4 separate regions of the Mus musculus genome follow, and all the other regions are linked to region 3. The links are chromatin contacts, called in public Hi-C and HiChIP or PLAC-seq maps. All regions are on one chromosome and are shown on one strand. The core of a region is the stretch at or near the end of the contact, and the rest is flanking DNA. Distances in the headings are between cores, read along the strand shown.

Region 1 (5,114 bases), core at 2,548-5,047, 160 kb before region 3:
ACTGAGTCTAGGTTGTCTGCAAGCCACCATGTGGGTGCTGGGAACTGAGTCTAGGTTCTCTGCAAGCCACCATGTGGGTACTGAGTACTAAGTCTAGGTCCTCTGTAAGAGCAGTTAGCGTTCTTAACACCTGAGCCATTATTCTAGCCCATAATATTTTAGACTTATTTATGTGAATATTGTTTTCACGTGTATGTCTGTGTCCATGTGTATGTTGGTCAGATCCTCTGGAACTGGAGCTATAGATGGTTGTGGGCTGCCATGTGGGTGCTAGGAATTACACCTGGGTTCTCTGAAAGAGTAGCCAGTGCTCTTAATCCCTGAGCCATTTCTCTGCCTTAGTACTGTTAACATCTCCTGCCTAATTTATAAATTAAAAGTTGTCATAGATATGTAGAGAAAATAAGCACAATACATATACTATGCAGTACTGCCCAAGGTTTAAAGCACCCACTGGGGTGGGTGTGTTGTGGATTTGGTTTAATGACACTTGTATTATGTTAATCTGGTCCCCAAAATTGCATGAGAATCATACATCCACATGTAAGAAACTGAGGGAACCCTGCCCTGTCCCCCCAGTTGGTCTTGATTGGTAAATAAAGTTGCCAGAGGCTAATGGCTGGGCAGAGAGACAGAGGTAGGACTTTTAGGATTCCCAGACAAGGGACCAAGGAGAGAGGGGGAGGGGGAGGGGGAGGGGGAGAGAAGAGAAGAGAAGAGAAGAGAAGAGAAGAGAAGAGAAGAGAAGAGAAGAGAAGAGAGAACACAGACATCAGGTAGATACTGGGGATCATGGCCCAAGAGGGATGCATGCCTGAGTCTAGGGCAGCACAGATGGAATATAGATTTTTGTAAGTAATAACTTGGAGATATTGGAGGGGGCTGGATCAGCCATTTGGAGCTTAGGAAGTGGCCCAGCCTTTGAGCTGTTTAAGACATATTAAAATATAAGGCTGTGGTGTGTGTGTGTGTGTGTGTCTTTCACTTGGGAATTCGGAACATTTCGACGGGTAGTGAGGACCGACTCCACTGCCACCCAGATTGAATTGAGTAGTGTTGTGTTCAACTACATGGGTGGGTGTATCTTCTGCCAATAGGGGGCGCTCCTATATGCAAGCAAGACACTGCATTGGTCCATACAGGTTGACCACTGGAACACTGAACCCCAGTCTGTCAGGGACTTAGTACAGAAGAATTTTCTTCTCATTTACATCTGCTCCGTGGTGGCAGAAGCTCTAGGAACAGGGAAGGAGTCTGCTCACAGCACCATTCAGGGACCTCTAACCTGAGATGTGCATGAGTCAGCTTCCTGTTGCTGTGACAAAACACCAGAGACTGAACAGGAGAAAAGGCTTAATTGGGTCTGTTCCAGACGTCTCAGCCCTTGGCTGCTCGGGCCTGTGATAGAGCAGTGTATCATGGCTGGTATGCAGGAAGATGCAGGGTAGGAGAACACCTGTAAGGCCAGCCCTGAGGCAGGAGAGTTGAGATTTACAGGTCAGAAACTCAAGCATTCATGCATGTGGGCACACGAGTAAGCAGTTCTCCTGAGTGCCAGCCCATCCTGCCACGATTTTGTTGCTGCTGCATGAAAGTAGAGGGTGCGTCACCAGAACAGACAGGCTCTAGAAAGCCGGGATAGTTCTCCCTGGAGCGGCCAGGAGTCTGCCTTGCTGATCCTCACATCTAGCTCAGTGGTATGCATGTTTCACCTTTGCAAGATATCAGTGGTTTTCCTATCACCTCAGATCAGTGTGTTAGAATCCAGGAAGTTTGAACTAACCCATCTTTCCTGGCCATATGTAGCTCTTTTCTCTTTATTTCTTTTCCCTTCTCCCCCATCCCTTCCTCCTCACTCCAGTCCTCCCCCCCGCCACTACCTGCCCCCCGTCCTTTCTTCCATCTTCATTTGTAGCCCAGAACTGGCCTTGAACTTATGATCTTCCAGCTCAGATCATATCAGTGTGAGTTTCCTTGCCCCACCTCTGCTTCTTTCTCTCTCTCTCTCTCTCTCTCTCTCTCTCTCTCTCTCTCTCTCTCTCTCTCTCCCTTCCTTCCTTCCTTCCTTCCTTCCTTCCTTCCTTCCTTCCTTGGATATTTTCTTTATTTACATTTCAAATGTTTTCCTCTTTCCAGGTCTTCCCTTCAGGAACCCCTATCCCATCCCCCCTCCCCTGCCTCTATGAGGGTGCTCCCCCAACCACCCACTCCCGACCTCCTGCTCTGGCATTCTCCTACACTGGGGCATCGAACACCCTCAGGCCCAAGGGGCTCTCCTCCCACTGATGTCCAACAAGGCCATCCTCTGCCACATATGTGGCCAGAGCCATGGGTCCCTCCATGTGTACTCTTTGGTTGGTGGTCCAGTCCCTGGGAGCTCTTGGGGGGGGGGTCTGGCCTGTTGACACTGTTGCTCCTTCCATGGGGCTGCAAACCCCCTCAGCTCCTTCAGTCCCTTCTCCATCAGGGACCTCCGAGCTTAGTCCAATGGTTGGTTTCGAGCTTCTGCCTCTATATTTGTTAAGTTCTGGCAGAGCCTCTCAGGAGACTGCCATATCAGGCTTCCATCAGCAAACACTTCCTGGCATCAACTATAACTTTCGGGTTTGGTGGCTGTGCATGGGATGGACCCCCAGGTGGGGCAGTCTCTGGGTGGCCTTTCCTTCAGTCTCTGCTCCACACTTTGTCTCCATATTTCCTCCTGTGAGTATTTTGTTTACCCTTCTAAAAAGCACTGAAACACCCACATTTTGACCTTCCTTCTTGCTAGGCTTCATATGGTCTGTGAATTGAATCTTGGGTATTCCGAACTTTTGGGCTAAGATCCACTTATCAGTAAGTACATATCCTATTTGTTCCTTTGTGACTGAGTCACCTCACTCAGGATTGTCCTCTTTTCTCCTTCATGTTCACTGTCCAATGGCACCTGGAACTCAGTGGGAGAGAAACTGAGTTGCAGACAAGACTTCAAAAGTGAAGGTGGTAAATTTCTAGAAGCAACTATGGGAGGAGAGTGTTGAGGCAGCATCGAGAAGGGAGGGAGGGCAGGAAAAATAAATATGAAATTGGAAATAGGTATCTTCAGAGCTGGAAGTCAAGGGATGACTGTGAAATGCCTTGAAGTAAAGCAGACACCCTGCGGCCTGAAGGGGGGGGGGGATGGGCAGAAGTCAGGTTGCAGAAGGGAAGTTCTCCCCGAGGGTTTCCCACAAATACTGGCCTCAGAAGGGATGCATGGTCCATAAACACACAGATGTGGTTCACCTCCCCTCTGTCACAGAAGAACAAAGTGCTGTGCTGCTACACACCTCCTCACACTCCCTGGGTAGTGTTTCTATTGTCTTAGGGTAGTGTTAACTGTCAACAGGACAGAATCTAGAATTGACTGGGGGACAGGCCTCTGGCCATGCCTTGGGGATTATCTTAATGAAGTTAATATCTTGAATGTGGGCAGGATCTTCCCTGGGCTGGGGATCCTAGTCTGTGTAAATAGAGAAAGAGCAATGCTCTTTGCAATTTGAGCAGCTGTATTAAGCAACACCTGCCTGGACTTCCTCATCTCAATCTACTGTACCTTGAGCTGTGAGCTGAAGTAGACCTTACGTTGCTTCTGTTAGGTATGTTATTGAAGCAACAGGAAACGAAACTAAGACATTTAAGTTGTAGAGTCAAAGGGCAGATGGCATTTTCCCATAGTGTGACGTCCTGTGCTGTCTCATCCTTTGTACACATGTGTAGTGTGGCATCCTGTGCTGTCTCATCCTTTGTACACATGTGTAGTGTGGCATCCTGTGCTGTCTCATCCTTTGCACACATGGAGAGTGTGACATCCTGTGCTGTGTCACCCTTTGCACATGTGCACAGTGTGACATCCTGCGCTGTGTCATCCTTTGCACATGTGCACAGTGTGACATCCTGAACTGTGTCATCCTTTGCACATGTGTAGAGTGTGATGCCCTGTGTTGTTTCATACTTTGAACATGTGTACATGTTTCCTTTCATGTGGCTCCTGGTTGAGACACCGCTGGAGGTTTTGCACATGTATCTGTGTACATACGGGTTCACGTCACACATCTTGGAAGTTGCAGATACGTGTCCAGTGGCTTTGGGGACCAAGCAGTCACCACTCTCTCTGGGACTCTGAGAACCAGTGAGGAGTGTTTGGATTCTAGTCATCAGCATGGGCTTCTGAGCTGACCAGAGGTCTCCATGAAGGGCGCTTCCAGGCACTCTGTGTAGACGTGTTCTCTGGCACCATCCGGACTCGCCCATCAGGGGCCTCTCAATCACTTGTCAGTCATATTTGTTAGGCTGTGTGGATTTGTTATGGTTTGTATTTCTGTAGTATGTAATCATCACAATTTAATAAAAGGCAATCACTTATGGGTGCCGGCAGATGGTGAAGGCCCATGGAGGTGCCAGAGAAAGAAGGAAATTTACAGATCACCCCACAGCATTCTTGTCTTTAAAGCCTTTTCCCATTCCTCCTGCAAAGTCCTCAGGCATATTCGTGTGCCGTGTGTGTGTGTGTGTGTGTGTGTGTGTGTGTGTGTGTGTGTGTGCCTTGCCGATATGAGCCTTTGAAGTAATCTTTCTCCAGGGAGTTTCTGTGATGCGACTCTCTATGACAACCCTGAAGACACACTGAAGTATTCTCTTTAGGAAAAAAAAAACCAAAACAATAATAATAAAAAAAAATTACTGGAAGCCTGTGGAGAAAACTGCCAAGGTAATTAACATGTTCCTGCGTAGTGGATCAGTCACTTCTGGCACAGAAATTCTAGTCATGCTGGAAAGTGTCATTGTCTTGAGTAGCTTTGATGAGAAATCCCTCCATGTCCTCCTTTTTAACTCCTGGGGCAGGAGTTTCTTGGAAAAACTAGAGTTGTCTGGTTTCCCCTGGGGAGGGGAGCAGAATAATTTTATTCTTGGCAGCCTGTGATTTTTGTCAGATTCTCTTGTGGGAAGCTTTGGAGTAGATGGCGACCAGACTGATACACAGTCTTGTGGCTCGCATGTGGGACATTCCAGAAGGTTCTCCTGGGTGGGCTGGACCATGGGGGTTGCCTTATTTCTCAGAGAAACGGCTTCAATGTGGACTTGCTCTTCTGAGG
Region 2 (5,757 bases), core at 3,097-5,596, 230 kb before region 3:
TTGTATACAGCTATGAAATTATCAAAGAATATTTTAACGTTAGTTGTGGCCATATATACGTGTATAACTCCAGCAGGACTCCTGTGACGATGGAAAATCTTAGAGGATCAGTGGCCACCAATCTAGCCAAATCATTGAGCTGTAAGTTCACTGAGACACCCTGTCTTCATAGACTGTGGTCAATGAGCTCAAGATATATAGTGTTCTTCTCTGGCTGGCCTTCACATGTGCACACTCACAGATACAGGTATATATGTACCTCATATAAATACATATATAGATATTTATGTATTTATATAAATACATGTATATATTTATAAATACATATAAATACACATATATATTTATGACACAGGATACACACACACACTCTTTTTTAAAAGTGGCAAAAAATGACAAGAGTGTTTATGACGGTCATGGGAGTATGGTATTGGCTGTGAATCAGTTTTGTTTTGTTTTTTATCTTTTTAGCCTGACTGAGGCCAAGGAACTGCATGAATTTTCATTTTGTTGGTTAAACCAAGTTCTCTGTTTATTATTGAAGAAGGAATCTTTAATTAGCTCTACCGGGTGCTGGCCTAGCAGCAAATGGAAAGGCTTAGCTGTTTTCAGTTGTAGGTAAAATTCATAGCTGTTTATCAATGTCTAGTGATCAGGACCAACCATTTGAAAGAGCTGTTTTTTTCACATATATTAATTGCTTTAAGTGTATAATTTGATAATATTAGTCAATTAATTACATCATTATACAAATGGTCACTACAGGTGACTTTAGTGTTTGGTTTCTTTTACTTAGCATGTTTTGAAGTTCAGTTGTGGGACATCTAAGTTTCACTATTTCTTTCATTAACCACTATATGAATAAAGCATATTTGATAATGTCAAAAAAAAGTGGGCTGCAGAGGCTGACTAATGTGTTATCTTAGGAGACAAGACAAGGCTCATGTGAGGAGTGGGTAGAGGCCGTGGAAGAATCAGTTGACTCCATTTTGTACACATCACATTAACTCAGAGGTTCATGTCCACTGCACTGTGAATGGGTGTCAGCGCTGGGCTTGAGCAAAGCGCTAGTGTGGCAGATTCCAGAGAAGCTGCCCATATGAAGAGGCATAGGCTACTAGGACCATAGGTGGCCATGTTTGAAAGGCTCAATGCTGGTCATGTGATGAATACTAATGTAAGATGCCATCATCACACATATGGAAATAAAACATGGAGTGCTGATTACAGTGCTGGTTATGGTGTCCAGGGTAATATCTCCAGCAGCCCCCAACCTTACACAGCGCTGTGCTCCATGTGGGTTGCCTAGACAGTGAGCTGAAGGAAGAGGGTGGTGTGGGTGTGGTGGGGACTTGCCAATGATTTGCTTCCCCCCACCCCTGTGGTAAGGTGCTTGTGAGTGAACAAATATTGTTGGCACAATCATAGCTTTCTATTAAAGAGAAACCAGATGGTCAGCATCAGAGTGACCCCGAAGTTAACACCTGAGATCACAAAAGTGGTGGTCTGAGTCAGGAAAGCGGTTACAACCGGAATGCAGTGGATCCGGTACAGGAATGGTGCTGACGCACCCAAAAGGCAGCCTCCTGTGAAATTTTATTGCTTATCTTACGGCCGTGCTACAAGGTGTGTACGGAAGGGTGAAATAACTTGCTGAAGTCTCACTTCTTCCCTTTAAAAAGTCACTGATTAGCAAAATTGTGAACAAATAGCTTTTAAGCCAGTCAGCAGCAACATAGTTTATATAAACAAATTACCCTGGTGGTGAAGAAAGCATTCTAGGAAATGGGACACACAGCAGTAATAATGGGATCATCTCAGGAGGCAGCGAGGATGAGGTATTAGCTAATCTAGGATGGGAAAGCTCTCTCGTGCCGTGCTGTAAATTATGACCATAACAAAATAAGAGGCTAAATGGAAATATTGATTAGCCTGACACAATTAAAAGCTTCTATATGTCAAGGATACTATTAAGCAAATTTTAAAAACCAACCAGGCAATAACCCATTAGATTAAAATACAAAGCCAATCTTCAGTTTAGCAACTTCCGACTGCTAAGGAAAATATCTACAGCACACTGAGGCGGCAGCTGGCTGCTAGCTTCCCTTGAAACAATGTATTTATTTTTGAGATGGTCTCTCTGTGTAGCCCTGGCTGTCCTGAAACTTGCTCTGTAGACCAGGCTGGCCTTGATCTCACAGAGATCTGCCTGCTTCTGCCTTCTGAGTGCTGGAGATTAATGGCATGTGCCAGCCTCCAGCACCAGGCTGCAATCCTGCAGCTGAGCTGGGCCTCCTGTGGCCCCTGGAATCTCTATACCCTCACTATGGATCTCTCCTCTCCTTCAGTGTTTGGGGTGGTAGACTTATTTACACCCTGTGGCAGCTAGAAATGGCGAATGTGCAGAGGGACTCCCCTGCCCCCACTTGACTGGGTCTTGTGTTGTATCTCAGAGTGACCGTGGCTCTTACAAACTGAAGGGTAATCTTTCTGTGACCAGGTCTCTGAGCACCGTTTTCCCAAGAGCACACGCGCCAAGCCTCTGGGCTTCATGATAATGGCTATCATGCTGTTTTTAACTTTTCTGTTTAGTGTTATAACTTGCATGGTGTCTGTCATCAGTGTCTGCTTTGTTGGTGTGATGCTAGGCATGGAATCAGAACCTTGTGTGTTCTAGTCAAACACTCTACTCCTTAAGTTTCCCTCCCGTTACCTCAGGCTTTTAATAAAATAGAGTCTTCCTAAATTGTCCAGGCTGTCCAATTTGTCCTGCTTCACCTTTCCTAAGTCACTGTTTTAGTTTTATGGTTATTTGGTTTTTTTTTTTTTGTTTTGAGACAGGGTCTCACTTTGTAGTCCTACCTGGGATGGAACTCACAGAGAGATCTACCTACCTCTGTGTCCTGAGGGCTGGGATTAAAGGTGTGAGCCACCACGCCCAGCTGCTCTAGCTTTTTAAGACTAATTTGAAAACTTTTAAGTTATGTATGTGTGTTGGAATGTGTATACACATGAATGCAGTGCCTGTGCAGGCCAGAAGAGGGCGTTGGAGCTCTTGGATCTGGACTTGTGCCCAGCCAGAAGGGGATGGAGTCGCTACTTGGATTCTCAACAGGAACAGTGGGCTCTCGAGACTGTTGAGCCATCTCTCTAGCCCTGCAGTTTTTTTTTTTTAAATTAACTATGTTTGTATGTTAAAATTGTAATTGATTTGGGGCATCACAAAAGCGTTCACTCAAGGTGATAAACTTAAGGCATGAGCATTTTGGTGGATGCTTCATCTCTTTTCTTCTCTTATTCTAGGACTTCCGATATTTCCTGAGACACAGTAATGTTGAAATTAGGCTAATTAATACCCTTACAATGGCTTCTAAATAAAGCCACCAAGTAAAGGGATCATATTTAAGTTAAAAGCCGGATGATGAACCTTAACGAGGAAGGCAGGTTGAAGGCTGAAGAATGAAAATCTGGCCTCTTGTGCTGGTTAGAGAAATTGCGATGGTGAGCTCAGACTAGGGGCTCAAGGGGACACTGAGGCAGATGGTCCTTTTGGCTAAGAGATTTTTTTGGGAGAGTTATAAATGCCACAGAAAGACTGCAGGAGTGTAGAGGAGAGCACTAGCCTGTGGGGCAGAGTGGAGGCATCCTCTTACAGCTTCAGAGAGCTCCCCTGCCATGTGATGATGAGTAGCCCATAGTGTGTGCTTGAAGCCAGAGGGAGGGGTGAAGGTGTTTGTCGTGGAGGCGGAGTCCCTGGAAACTGCAATTGCTGAGGTAAATTTTTTCTGCAGAGGGAGGAATTCAGTCTTAGGCAGACTCCCTCAGGAGTGCCTGTCATTTTCCTGTAGCTGTGGGACTTTCTAAGTCAGCAGTGAGGGTAGAGGGGGAAGAGGTTGTTGCAGTTGGACTGGACCTGAGCAGCCCCAAGCTCATATTTCCGGAAGAAAGGGGAACCCTGGGCTGCCAGAGGGCATAGCAAAGAGGAAGTTAATGCAGTGACTTCCAGTTGAACCTGAGCTACACTGACCATTCTGAGCGTTACGGGACCTTCAAGACTCAACTCTACTTGGCCTGTGCAATTGTCTGGTATCTGTTATAACCTGGTTATACTTTAAGGCCACTGTGGAGATTTTCTCAGAAGGTTCTTTTCAAAACACCACTGCCCAACAACAGAGCACTAGTCCTCCAAGGGCTTCTGGGATGGTTTAGGTTCATATCGTTGAATGCTTAGTCACCAGGGAGTGGAACTTTTTGGTGGGATTAGAAGGATTAGGAGGTGTGGCCTTGTGGGAGAAAGTGTGTCATCCCGGGTTGGCTTTGAGGTTTCTAAAACCCGAGTCAGGCTCAGCTCTATTGCTCTGACTGTGGGTCAGGAAGTAGCTCTTACCTACTTCTCTAGAGTGTGATGCCATACTCTGTGGCATGATGATAATGGACTAAACCTCTGAAACTGTAAGCCAGCCCCAATTAAATGCTTTCTTTTATAAGAGTTGGCTTGGTCATGGTGTTCTTCACAGCAATAATATAGCTTGGGTGGGGAGTATACAATGAAATGGGTGCCATGATTTTCAAGTCTGGTAACAGAACAACTTCCACAGACCACAGGGTCAATACACTCAGGAGGAGAAGGAGGAGGAGGAGGAGGAGGAGGAGGAGGAGGAGGAGGAGGAGGAGGAGGAAGAAAATAATGGAATAGAGAAAAGGCAATGACTAAGTGTTTTAGTTAGGATTTTACTGCTGTGAACAGACACCATGACCAAAGCAAGTCTTTTTTTTTATTATTAGATATTTTCTTTATTTACATTTCAAATGCTATCCTGAAAGTACCCTGTACCCTCCCCCTGCCCCAAAGCAAGTCTTATAAGGACAACATTTAATTGGGGACTGGATTTCAGGTTCAGAGGTTCAGTCCATTATCATCAAGGTGGGAGCATGGCAGCATCCAGGCAGGCATGGCGCAGAAGGAGCTTAGAGTCTACATCTTCATCTGAAGGCTGCTAGCAGAATACTGACTTCCAGGCAGCTAGAATGAGAATCATAAAGCCCACACCCACAGTGACACACCTACTCCAACAAGGTCACACCTTCTAATAGTGGTACTCCCTGGGCTGAGCATATACAAACCATCACACTAAGGGTCTCTGTGAACAGATGGGCATGACAGTACCTAAAGAACGGATAGGTGTTCCTTCTTAATCTTTTTGTTTTAAAAGATGAACTTATTTTGATGTGCATGGGTGTTGCCTGCATGTATGCCTGTGCACCACTGTGTACTCAGCGCCTGCATCCAGAAGAGGGCATCAGATCCCTGTACCTGGAGTTACAGATGGTTGTGAGCCACCATGTGGCTGCTGGGTATTGAACCTGAGTCCTCCACAAGAGCAGCCAGTGCTCTGAGCCATCTTTCCAGCCCCATTCTATGCTGTCCTCACTAGAAGTAGGTCTGTCTTCTCTGGGCTATGTCTTCGCCTGTCTGATTGGCACTAGTGCAAGGAAACTTACTTTTTTGTGCTTAATGGAACTCAGAGCGTTGCTTATGCAGGGAAAGTGCTGTGCAACATCTTACTGGGTAGTCCAGGCTAGCCTCTGGGTAGCCCAGGTTAGCCTCAGACTTTTCCTCTTCCCACTTCAGCCTCCAAAGGCCTGGGGTTACAAGCATGAACCACAGAGCCTGGCTGAAGCATTCACTCTTACAAACCATTCTGTGGGTAGGAATAAAATCCCATGTGACTTGTGAAATGGACACTAAGTATTGGG
Region 3 (5,519 bases), core at 1,325-3,824:
AGAGGCTCCACATCTCTGCTTCCTTTAACTGGAACTCTCCAGACCAGCCACCTGCTCAGAACCCTGTAGAATATTCCATCTCTAAGGCAAGCAGGTACCTAGTTACCAGGGCCAGCCCTCTCTTGGGCTGAAAGACAGGAGGACAGCCAGTGTCCCTAGCTGTGTTCCTCTTAAGACACAGTTACCAGCAGCACGGTCCTTGGAGTATACTGGGAATGTGGAAACAGCTCAGTGCAGGGGACACAGTCATTCCCAGGCACCGTCCACCCAAACTCTAGCAGGCCCTAGCAGGGGTGTTCTCTGTCAGACTCGGCTCACCCAAGGCTGGTGAGGCAGCAAAGCTCATTCTTAGTGAAGTCCCCTCTGATCCTCCTGTGAGGGTCACAGGGATGACTCCTTTTGGGGGATTCCTCTGCCCATGTTTGCCTAATGTTTAGATATATCTGAGTTGCTAATGCTGTATTGTTTCCTATTTACCAGTTGTCTATGTCCTCTTAAAAAAAATATTCTACCATTCTTGATGCTAGAGAGATGGCTTAGGAGCTAAGACCGTGCACTGCCTTTGCAGAGGACCTGGGTTCTGTTCCCAGAACCCACACAGCATCTCTAAGTCATGTGTAACTCCAGGGGACTCGAGTTGCTCTTCTTTCCAGGGCACTAGGCATACACATGGTATACATGCATGCATGCAGGTAAAACATAAAATTAATCTTAAAATAAAAACTGTTCTTTTTATCTGGCCCTTCCTCTCCTCCTTCTCCCTCCCTTCCAGTCTACCTTCTCCTCCCCCCTTCTCTCCCCCTCCTTTCCCCTTCCCTCTCTTCCCCCTCCTCACCCTCCTCTTCCTTCCCCCAGTCCTATTTGTTCCCTTTCCTTGCCCTCTCCTCTCCTCCATCCCCCCTTCCTTTTCTTCCCTCTCCCTGCCTTCCCCTCCCCCCTTTCCCCTCCCTCCCCCCTCTCCCCCTCCCTCCTCCTTTTTCTCCTCCTTTTCTTCCTTCCCTGTGCTAGTTTGGGACCCAGAGGCTTGCACAAGCTCAGATAAGTGCTCTACCACTAGGCTGCATTTCAATCCTCTCTTCATTTGAGCATTTGATCTGATTTTACTTTGTCTCTACCCTTGGCGATATAAATCTCACCCCTTGTTTACTCTTTATAGTAAGAGCCTCTCTCTGTGTCTGTAATATTTTTAACGCTTAAGATAGTTCCAAGAGCACAGATACCACTCAGGGTACTGAAGCTATCATGAATCTGATCAGTGTTGAGGACATGAGTTGAAGAACCCTCTCAGATTTCTCTCAGAGTCGTCCATTCACTTCCAGCCCTAGAACCTCAAGGTGGGGCTGGGTTCAGAGACAGCAGAGACTTTACAGAGGCACCTGGATTAGGATTAGGTCTCCGTGGTGCACTAAGGTAGGCTGCTGTTATCTTATGAACAGGAGAATGTGGACACAGGAGCACCACTTTCCTGTGCAGCAAGTGGAGGCTGGGGTGAAGAGCCAGGCAGGGTAGATGATGCACGGACGCCGTGTCTATGTCCACACAGCAGGGAAGGAGCTGGGGGTGGATGATGCTTATTTTCCCAAAAGGAACAAAACTGGTGACATCCTCACGTCACACAACAGCTTGCAGAGCAATAATAAAATAAATGCTGCCAATGTGTGGCCCTGGATGCCAGCCCCACGGAGTTAATGCTTACAAGATGTGGGAGGGTGGACTAAAAGAAACAGCTAATGTGAAAGCAGCAGGGTGTTTTCTCATGTGTGTGCATGTGTGTGCATTTGGTGTGTGCTCACATGTATATATCATGTGCACGTTCCAAGGACTGAAGTCTTAGCTCCCATACACATCAGGCATAGCAAGTCAGGAGCTACACTGATGGATCAGGATCCAGCCCCTCTGGTGCAGGAGTTTTATCTCTCTAAGCCTCAATTCCCACATCTGCAAAATGGGAGTAGTAAAACCAACCTCTCAAGGAATAAATGGAATGGCAGATGAAAGTGAACTTTGAAAATGGTGCTGGCTGTTGCAGCCATTAATTATGTGCTTACTTTATGATATGGACAGCCGCATCCAACCCCAAAGTGGGTGGTATTTCTCAGCACCAGGTTCATGTGAAGGTGACCACAGCCAACATGTAGTTCTTTTCTATTCAGAGTCCAAGTCTCATGTGCTTTTTTTTTTAGCCTCCGTGTTCTGTCTTCCAGCCAGCCTGCCTCTCTCTGGTCCACTGGACTGCACGAACCCGTGCTTCTGATGTGCTGTGCCACGTGATCACATGCTGAACCCTGGCTCTACATCTGAAGAGATTAGAGTTGGACACATGGAGACAGCTTGTGGGAACTGGCTTTGGCAATCCTGAACCATTGTGCCACCTGAACATGGCTTCGGGAGACAGGGAGGGGACAGTTACTCATAGCGCCTAGAACAAAAACCATGTCAGTTCCAGTTGCAACGATGTCATCACACCAGCTATGCCCAAAAATGGACTTTCCCAAGTGTCATATTTCAGGCAGGACTCACATGACTGAGCTCCGCCCAAGAGTTACAACATGCTTTCATAACCGGGGGTTTCCCCGGCTAAGCTTTTGGGTCTCACCCTTCTGTATTGCTCTGAGAGAGCTGACAGATCAGCATCTGGCCCAGATGAAGAGATCTGAAGGTCATGGGTAATTTGAAATGCAAACCAAGGGCTGTGGATAGAGGAACTGGGAGCCTGAAGGAGCCCTAGTGTGACATCTGCAGTAGTGTTGATGATTCCTTTTTAAAAATAACAACTGTTGTGTTAGAGAGAGAGAGAGAGAGAGAGAGAGAGAGAGAGAGAGAGAGAGAGAGAGAGAGAGAAGCCAGGCATGTTTGGTGGATGAGTGGTATGGTACAGGGGAAGGGGGTGCCTCTGAGTGCCCATGCTGAGGCATCCCTTCCCCCTGAGGGACCAGCCACAGGATGAGTATAGTATATAATAGAGCTTATTTGGGGCATGAGGAGGGGAGTTGGGGGAGGGAGGGAGGGAGGGAGGGAGGGAGGGAGGGAGGGAAGGAGGGAGGGAGGGAAGGAGGGAGGGAGAGAGAGAGACAGAAGAAGAAGGAGGGTGAGGAAGAGGAGGAGGAGGAAGAGGAGGAAGAGGAGAAGGAGAAGGAGAAGAAGAAGAGGGGAAGAGAGGAGAGGAGAGGAGGGGAGGGGAAGGGAGGGGAGGGGAGGGGAGGGGAGGGGAGGGGAGGGGAGAGGAGAGGAAAGGAGAGGAGTGGAGTGGAGAGGAGAGGAGAGGAGAGGAGAGGCTAGCCATGAGGAGTGGAGAGAGTGGGGAGAGAAGGAACAGAGGAAGAAGAGGGTAAGAGAGCAAGAGAAGAAGAAAGAAGAGAGTGAGGAGGGGCCAAGCAGCCCCTTTTATAGTGAGTCAGGCACACCTGGCTGTTGCCAGGTAACTGTGGGGTGGAGCCTAGAAGGAATGCCATCACCAATAAATAACATTTTATTTTAAAAATTATACAGTATATTTTGATCATATATTTTCCCCTTGTTTAAATTCTTCTCAGATCCTTCCTACTTCCATCCCTTCCCAACTGCATGTTCTTTGCGTCTCTCAAGGCAAAAACAAAACCCAAAAACTGAAAATTAAAACATAAACCTAAAAAAAAAAAGTCAATAGGACAAAAAAAAATGTCCAAACAAAACAAAACAATAGTGTGCCGGACCCCTTCCCCCAAACAAAACTTCTGGAGTTGGTTTTGTGTTAGCTAACTACTCCTGGGCATGGGACCTGCCTTGGAGTGTGGTATTCCCAGGGATAGCCATTTGAGACAATGGATTTTTCCTTCTACCAGAAAGTATCCATTGCAAATAGTTTCTTAGTTAGGGGTGATACTTTGTGTCCACTTCCCTTCCTCCATGCTGAGATTTTGTCTGGTTTGAACCTGTGCAGGTCTTGGTATGCTACTGTAGTCTCTGTGAGTTATTATTATTATTATTATTATTATTATTATTATTATTATTATTATTATTATTTTATCAATCCTTTTATATCTGATACCTCTGGCTCTTCCAATCTTTCCCCTCCACTTTCATAAAGGTCCCTGAGCCTTGATGAGGTCTGGCAGGGCTTGATAAAGACATCTTCTCTGCACGTTATCTAGCTGTGGGTCTCTGTGTCAATTCTCATCTATTGCAAGAAGCTTCTCTGGTAGGGGCTGAGAGATGCTTTCATCTGTGGGCATAGGAGTATAGCATTAAGCTACATTTTATTGCTAATGTCCTTTAGAAGAGTAACAGTAATTGATCTTTTCCTAGGCCCATGACCTATATAACCTCAGAGTCACCTATATGTTCTGTCTCATGGAGTAGGTCTTAAATCTGGCAAAAAAAAAAAAAATGCTTGGTTATTACCATAACCTTTGTGCCACACCTGCACCAGTCTATCAGACAAGCGCCTGATTGCTGTAGGCTGAGGGTTGGTTCTGATGACTGCTTTCCCCCTCTGGTAGAGCACAGAGTAACTTCCGGGTACTGTGTCTGCTGGTCAGACCTGGTGAAGCCTCTAGTTGGGCAGCATCTCAGTTTCTTCATGGTTGATGGCATACGTAAGCTGTGTCTTCAGCGATAGGGCCTTACCATCATGTGTGGATAGCAACCAATAGCATTTGCAACAGCCTGTGGTATTGGGGGTGAGGGCAGACCTGTTTATGGACTGCTCTCTCCAGTGATGTAAGGCATTCCTGATGCTGGAGATTATACTTAGTAGTATAGGATGTGCAGTTGAGGCATTGTCTTGCCCCTTACACAGTGACTCCATTTACATTCCTTTCATATATGTGTATACTTTAGGAAGCTTTTAGAGTAGGTTTCTGTATTACTTTTCAGAAGTCCTTTGGTGTTAGTTACCCCTCCCCCAACTCTCTCATCCATCCTTCTCCCCCCCCCCTCCATATTTCACCCTCCTAATATTGTTTTCTGTATCTCTTTATAGCACTACAGTCTCTTTCCCCTTCCTTGGAAGATCCCGCCCCCAGTCCCTTATTATCTACCTCGATGGATATTTGAAGCACACATATCTAAAGCTTAAGAGATGGCATCCATACATAAGAGGAAATAAGCAAAATTTGTCTTCCTCTGGGTTTCCTCACCCAGGATGATTTTTTTTTTCTAGCTCTACTCATTTGCCTGAACTTTTCATAATTTCATTTTTATTAACAGTTGCAAAATATTTCATTATATAATAGTCTAGATTTTCATTATTATTTATTAGGAGGTGCACAGCTAGGTTGTTTCCAGTCTCCAGCTATTACGAATAGTGCAGCAACAAACACAGATGAGTGAGGATCTCTATAGTAAGATAGAGAGTATTTTGGGTATGTGGCCAAGAGTAATATAGCTGCATACTGTGTTCGATTGATTTTCAGCTTTTTGAGGAGCCTCCAGCACTGATTTTCATAGTGGTTATACAATGAATAAGCCTCCCCTCCCCCCATCTTTGCCAGCATATGCTGTCAATTGTTTTACTGGTCTTGGCCATTCTGACTGGGGTA
Region 4 (5,507 bases), core at 710-3,209, 140 kb before region 3:
AATTTAGCATTGTTGGAAGAATTTTGTCTTCTCATCAATAGTTTCCCTGTACTCTTTTCTTTAAAAGTAGTGTCTCATGTAGCCCAGGCTGGCCTCAAATTTGCTAAGTAGCCAAAGATGGCCTTGAGCTCCTGCTCTTCTTGCCTCTACCTCCCAAGTGCTAAGATTACTATGGAATTGGCCAATAACGGGGATCAAGCCAGGCATGTGCTCTACCAACTGGACTCTACCCCCAACTCCTATTGTTATTTATTACAGCTGTTTAATAGTTTAACAGAAAAGTCTCACATGGTGTATTTCAAGTTGTTTACATGTCTATTTTGAGTAATAATGTATTTATTAGAAACATTTTTTTGTGCTATGGAGTTTTCTGTCTTTGGGCATCAGTGTTAATATTCTGTTTAGTGTTGAATTGTGCCCCCAAAAGATAAGACCAAATTCTATCCCCTGGAACCTGTGACCTGGAGTTTGTTTGGAAATAAGGTCTTTGCAGATGCTATTGAATTAAGCATACATCATGAGGGTGTGCCTTATCAAAATAACCAAGGTCCTTATTAGAGCTAAACTCCTGCCCAGCAGGATCAACATGATTTTCTAAGGAGTGGGTTTCTGGAAAATTCAGGGTCCTTCCATGTCTGTGTAGTGAAGGATATCCAGAATATCACCTGGGAACCATGCTGGGGGCTGGTGGGGGTTTTGGGAGAAGTCCTCCGGGAGGTTATTGTGTTGGGAGACAGGTGAGTGGTATAGGTGAAGATCAGAGCCATCTTGGAGTCTTGGAGGAAGTGAGGGCTAAGGGACTGGGGTAGCCCACAGGAGGCTCAGAGCATAGCTTGTGCTTCACAAATGGTAGCCACCACAGCCACTGTCAGGTTCCACTCTACCACCCTGCCACCTTTGCTTTCTCTCCAGATGTAAGAGGCTTCCAATGGGGTTGCAGGTGTGCAGAAGGTATTTTCTCCCCCCTCCTTGCCCCCAGACAAGAAGGTAGTAGAGGAGAAATGCTTAGTAGAGGCTTAGGGGTGGCGGGGAGTTTTGTGGGTAGGTCTGGTGCAGCTTAGGGGTGCAGCCCCTCTGGATTCTCAGGCCTAGCTCCTTTCCTGTCAGATCAGCTCTCTGCAGGTGGCCTCTGGCCTGTTTTCCCCCCTACTCTCTTTGTAACTTACTTCCTGAGCACCTGGCTTTGAGGGTGGGGTGTTCCTGTGAGAACTCTGGCTTCCTGGAGGCTGTTGAGGGATCACAACCTCTCCCCTGGGTGGGTTCATTGGGGCTGTCACCACTTTGCTCTATTCCCATTAGCCCACCCTCTCTTTGTCCGCAGCTCCCTTGCACATCTTGGGAGAGCTTCCCTCCCCACTACAGTTAAAGGATAGCCTTGAAGTCAAGCCTTCTGTGTGTGAGGCTTTTTGTAATCCAGGCCGTAGCTCTGTAAATCCAGGAATGAGGACAAGTTAGGGCTGAGACTCCCATATCTACAGGGTACATTGGACTCATCTGGATTTCCCTGTGGAGGCGAAAGCTCAAAACAAATCAAAGCAAATCATCTTGGAAAATACACCTCATAGGACCCCCACTACACCCCAGCCTAGCTGTATTCCCCAGAGGGCTGTTAAAAGTCAGCCTGCACTTGGAGGGGTTGTGTCATGCGGGGCTGGCTGTTCAGCTCCCTGACGATGGCCTGAACATCTGTGGGCTGACCCAAAGCTGATCAGAGGGGGTGCGTCTTCTTTGTGGGACGATGAGTGGGTTTTGTTGGTGGAAAAATGCCCTTCCATATTGTCTGTGAGGGGCTTCCTTTGGCCCCACATCTGGTTGGCTCTATTGCTGTGTTGATGTTATAGAGTGAGCAGGAGGCTCGTTTGCAGGAAGGTGCGAACCTTCAGTCTGCAGCTGGAGGCAGGAGGAGGGAGGGTAGCTGTCTGCAGGGTGAAAGTCTGGGTGACACCTCAAGCTATCAAGGCAGGATGTCACTAGGGCAATGTGATGCCTTTGATGTTGGGGCTCCCCCTTCCCTCTCACTGCCTCCAGATGGCCAGGTGGGCTGAGAGGGAGGTATTTGGCACACAGCACATGTCACAGAGGGCATGCAACACATGCAGGACACGTACTCCACACAGGACATGAATTCCACATATTAAGATCTTGTGTGTGCATGTGTGTGTATATGTACTGCATACAGGACACACACTGAGCACACAGCATACCATACTCAGGGCACACATTACACACAGGGCACATTTGCATATAGGAAAAATGCCATATACAGGACACACTTCACATAGGACACATTATATATAGCATATGTGTTATACAGGGCATGCACCACATATAGGATACACACTACATATAAGAAAGATACTGTGTGTCTGTATGTATGTGTACTGCACATAGGACACACTACACAGCATATACAGGGCACACTGCACATGCTGGACACACTGCACAGCATACATGGGACATACTGCACATGCTGGACATATTGCACACACTAGACACTCCGCACACACTGGTCACACTGCACACACTGGGCACAATGCACATGTTGGACACACTGCACAGCATATACAGGACACACTGCATACACTAGACATACTGCACACACTGAACACACTGCACACACTGGACATACTGCACAGTATATATAGGACACACTGCACAGCATACACAGGACACACTCCACACTCTGGACATACTGCATACATTGGACACACTGCATACATAGGACATGCTGCACACACAGGACATATTGCCTATACTGGACACACTGCACACACAGAGGACATACTGCATATACAGGACATACCGCACACATTAGACACAGTACATGACATACACAGGACACACTGCACACACAGGACATACTGGCTACACAGGATACACTACACACACTGGACATAGTGCACAGCACACATAAGACACACTGCACACAGGAGGAGATAGACCATATACCCAATACTTATCACATAAAGGATACATATTGAACATAGGTCACATGTTACATATATAAAGAGCACAAACTATGTGACACACACATTGCACATAAGACAAACTACACATTTCTTGATTGACAGTGGCTCTGTAGGGCATTCTCTGGACTCTGAGCACTTAAGCTCTGCCCTGCATTGCCTGCTCTGAGAGCTGGATTCAGCCTAACACTGAAAGTTCATGATGACAGGACAGTGTTTTCCAGGTGAACTGTAGCCAGGTGGCATCCTAGGGAGAGCCACACCCTGAGGTCACCTTGTCACTTCACTAGGAACAACCGCAGGTAGTTGGGTACTCAGAAAGCAGAGGGTTGAAAAGCAAACACCCTACTGGGCAAATAAAGGCCAAAGAAAAGTGGGGGCTAGGAAAGATGGTTAATAATATTTATTCTTAAAATTACAGATACCTTTATCATAAATGTATTTTAACATACATATAAATTAAATATTGCTTGTAGAAAAATCTAGAAGTGGCAGAGAATACAGAGAAAACAAGGATCCTCTTGAAGACTTCCAGAAATCAATAACTCCTAAAAAGTCAATGGCATTGAGCTAGACGCACAGACACGCCATGACAGACACGGAGATCACGTCTACACACCTCAAAGACCACCCTGCAGGCAGGCAGTATGTGTCTCTCTTGTTCTCATGTAAAATCCCATGGCAGACGTTTGCCCATGTCGCTGGAAACAGGGAGCCGTAGCTGCTCACCATCCCTTTGGAGAGCTGAGCCGTCTATGGAAGACAGGCAGGTCCGTCTTAGGACACAGAACACACGTGTGCAATCTCTGTGCTGCAGATTTCCTCATCTGTGAATCAGGAGGCCCCGTCTTTGCTCAGGCGGCCAGTGGGTGCGCCCTTTAATTAATATTTAGGCAAGGCTTTGCAGTTCAGCGTGAAGGATTGCTACCTAAGTCAAAAGGCTTTGTGAAACTGAGCTTAATTATTATAATTTTTTCATTTGGGGGTAATTAGCACCCTGTGAATAACTTATCTGGGAGCCCGTTTGCGTCTTTGGCACACATGAGCAGGACCCTGGGGTCCAAAGACAGGCCAAGGGGCTGCAGTTATCAGTCATGGCTGCTGGCTGATCTTGTGGGCAGAAGGGGAGACCCCTGAACTGGGAAGGTGGGAGGGACCTTTCCTCTGTCATCTCCCTGTTTTCCTTTCTCTTCCTGATTCTAATCTAGCATAAATAGACAGTTCACCAAGATTCTCATCTGAACCTTTCAGAGGACAAAGAGAGATTGGTTCATTGGGAGTTTCTATAATAGGTATGGCACCTGCCTCATGCTCTTGGGACAATTTTTAGATGAGATTAATCAGGCCCTTAACCCTGTAGGGTAGGAGGAAGAGGCAGCCCAGGTGTGTGACAGATGAACAGCACACATGTGCTGTGGTTTGGACAGATGTTCTGTCATGTCTGTGTACAAAGGGACCATGACCCCCTTTCTGTCTTCTAGTGCTGGGTTTCACAGCTCTGAATTGGCCTATGGGGACAGTTACATAAAAGGTAAAGGAATAGTTTGTTTGCTGTGGGTTTGATCATGGGAAATCCAGGTCATAGTGTCACTGTGCATGAAGGACTGAGGGAGGTCTTCTGCTCTGGTCCTTCACAGGAACGCTCAAGGCTTTATGCTGTTATCTGGAACATTTAGCTCCTTGCCTGGTAGAAGCATCAGAAATACAAGAGCTTGAAGAGGAGGCCATGCTGGTTAAATGGCCTCTTCCTAACAGTCTTGTCCTCTGGGCATCAATGGACCTACCCTGCTCTATGGCTCTGTGTGGTGGGAGAGGGACAAGGAGCTGATGGGGGAGGGGTTTTGCGTCAATTTCTAACTCTGAGTTTGTCTTGGGATGAAATTTAAATCTATGTGAGTTGGGGCAACGGATGGTTGACTAATCCAGCTGTAGACTGGGACTCAGGGACAATGGAAGACAGGGAAGAGCATGTCCTATGCAGTTGGTCTCCTCTGTGTCTACAGCTCATTGAGTTTACTGTTAGACTTTGGGGAAAAATTAGGACCATTTCAAGCATTCAGGTAATGTTTCACCGTCTGTCCCCACAGCACAGGTTTAACTAAGAATGAGCAAACCAAAGTGTGTCTTTCAGCTGAGCTATGCAAGTAGAGTCTTATACCTCACCCCCATGTGTGTATGTGTGTGTGTGTGCGTGTGTGCGTGTGTGTGTGTGTGTGTGTGTGTGTGTGCGCGCACGCGCGCGTGTGTGCATCTGCATGCATGCCTGGTGTGCATGTTCATATGTGGAGATCAGAGGTCGACATTGCATGCCATCCTCTATTTCTCTTCCCCTTATCTTTTGGACAGGGTCTCTCACTGAACCCTGAGCTTACCAATAGACTAGAGCTGGACAGAGAGAACCTGAGACCCACTGTCTCCACCCCACACCCCCAGGACTAGGATTACAGATATGTGAGACAGTGCCTGGCTCTTATGTGATGCTGAGGATCCAAATGCAGCTCTTCATGTATGCAAGGCAAGCACTTCACCAACTGACCTCTC

Evidence for each region. A called contact is a pair of places that touch in the nucleus more often than the background predicts. HiChIP or PLAC-seq counts read pairs in DNA pulled down with a chosen protein or histone mark.
Region 1: a contact with region 3 is called in an H3K27ac HiChIP or PLAC-seq map of regulatory T cell precursor, with 4 times the contacts expected there. The contact joins two enhancer-like sites. A contact is called at or near these places in 3 of 484 Hi-C or Micro-C datasets (the G1E-ER4 cell line, bone marrow-derived macrophages and macrophages), 3 of 115 datasets of contacts at active chromatin or transcription factors (the HPC-7 cell line, regulatory T cell precursor and thymic regulatory T cells) and 4 of 9 other capture datasets (adipose tissue, bone marrow-derived macrophages, liver and 1 more).
Region 2: a Hi-C map of bone marrow-derived macrophages shows a contact between it and region 3, with 26 read pairs. The contact joins two enhancer-like sites. A contact is called at or near these places in 1 of 15 datasets of contacts at CTCF or cohesin (the NIH/3T3 cell line), 23 of 484 Hi-C or Micro-C datasets (the AtT-20 cell line, B cells, the CH12 cell line and 17 more), 6 of 115 datasets of contacts at active chromatin or transcription factors (the HPC-7 cell line, embryonic stem cells, epiblast stem cells and 2 more) and 3 of 9 other capture datasets (adipose tissue, embryonic stem cells and liver).
Region 4: a contact with region 3 is called in an H3K27ac HiChIP or PLAC-seq map of regulatory T cell precursor, with 4 times the contacts expected there. The contact joins two enhancer-like sites. A contact is called at or near these places in 2 of 115 datasets of contacts at active chromatin or transcription factors (double positive thymocytes and regulatory T cell precursor) and 4 of 9 other capture datasets (adipose tissue, bone marrow-derived macrophages, liver and 1 more).

Annotation. Positions count from the first base shown.
Region 1 is chr16:95,892,309-95,897,422 of GRCm38.p6, reverse strand. All of the region lies in intron 1 of 1600002D24Rik (RIKEN cDNA 1600002D24 gene), which reads left to right. Among named protein-coding and RNA genes, the nearest start is that of Gm41508, 27 kb to the left of the region's middle. Within about 2 kb of position 3,797, at least 63 of the 459 cell types and tissues checked have an H3K27ac peak or open chromatin away from gene starts, as enhancers often do. A contact at or near this core is called in the G1E-ER4 cell line, regulatory T cell precursor and thymic regulatory T cells, where this site is marked.
Region 2 is chr16:95,954,105-95,959,861 of GRCm38.p6, reverse strand. No RefSeq gene overlaps it. Among named protein-coding and RNA genes, the nearest start is that of 1600002D24Rik, 28 kb to the right of the region's middle. Within about 2 kb of position 4,346, at least 58 of the 459 cell types and tissues checked have an H3K27ac peak or open chromatin away from gene starts, as enhancers often do. A contact at or near this core is called in the CH12 cell line, bone marrow-derived macrophages and multipotent progenitors, where this site is marked.
Region 3 is chr16:95,726,031-95,731,549 of GRCm38.p6, reverse strand. No RefSeq gene overlaps it. Among named protein-coding and RNA genes, the nearest start is that of Ets2, 26 kb to the right of the region's middle. Within about 2 kb of position 2,574, at least 179 of the 459 cell types and tissues checked have an H3K27ac peak or open chromatin away from gene starts, as enhancers often do. A contact at or near this core is called in the CH12 cell line, the G1E-ER4 cell line, bone marrow-derived macrophages and 3 more, where this site is marked.
Region 4 is chr16:95,866,108-95,871,614 of GRCm38.p6, reverse strand. All of the region lies in intron 1 of 1600002D24Rik (RIKEN cDNA 1600002D24 gene), which reads left to right. Among named protein-coding and RNA genes, the nearest start is that of Gm41508, 53 kb to the left of the region's middle. Within about 2 kb of position 1,959, at least 48 of the 459 cell types and tissues checked have an H3K27ac peak or open chromatin away from gene starts, as enhancers often do. A contact at or near this core is called in regulatory T cell precursor, where this site is marked.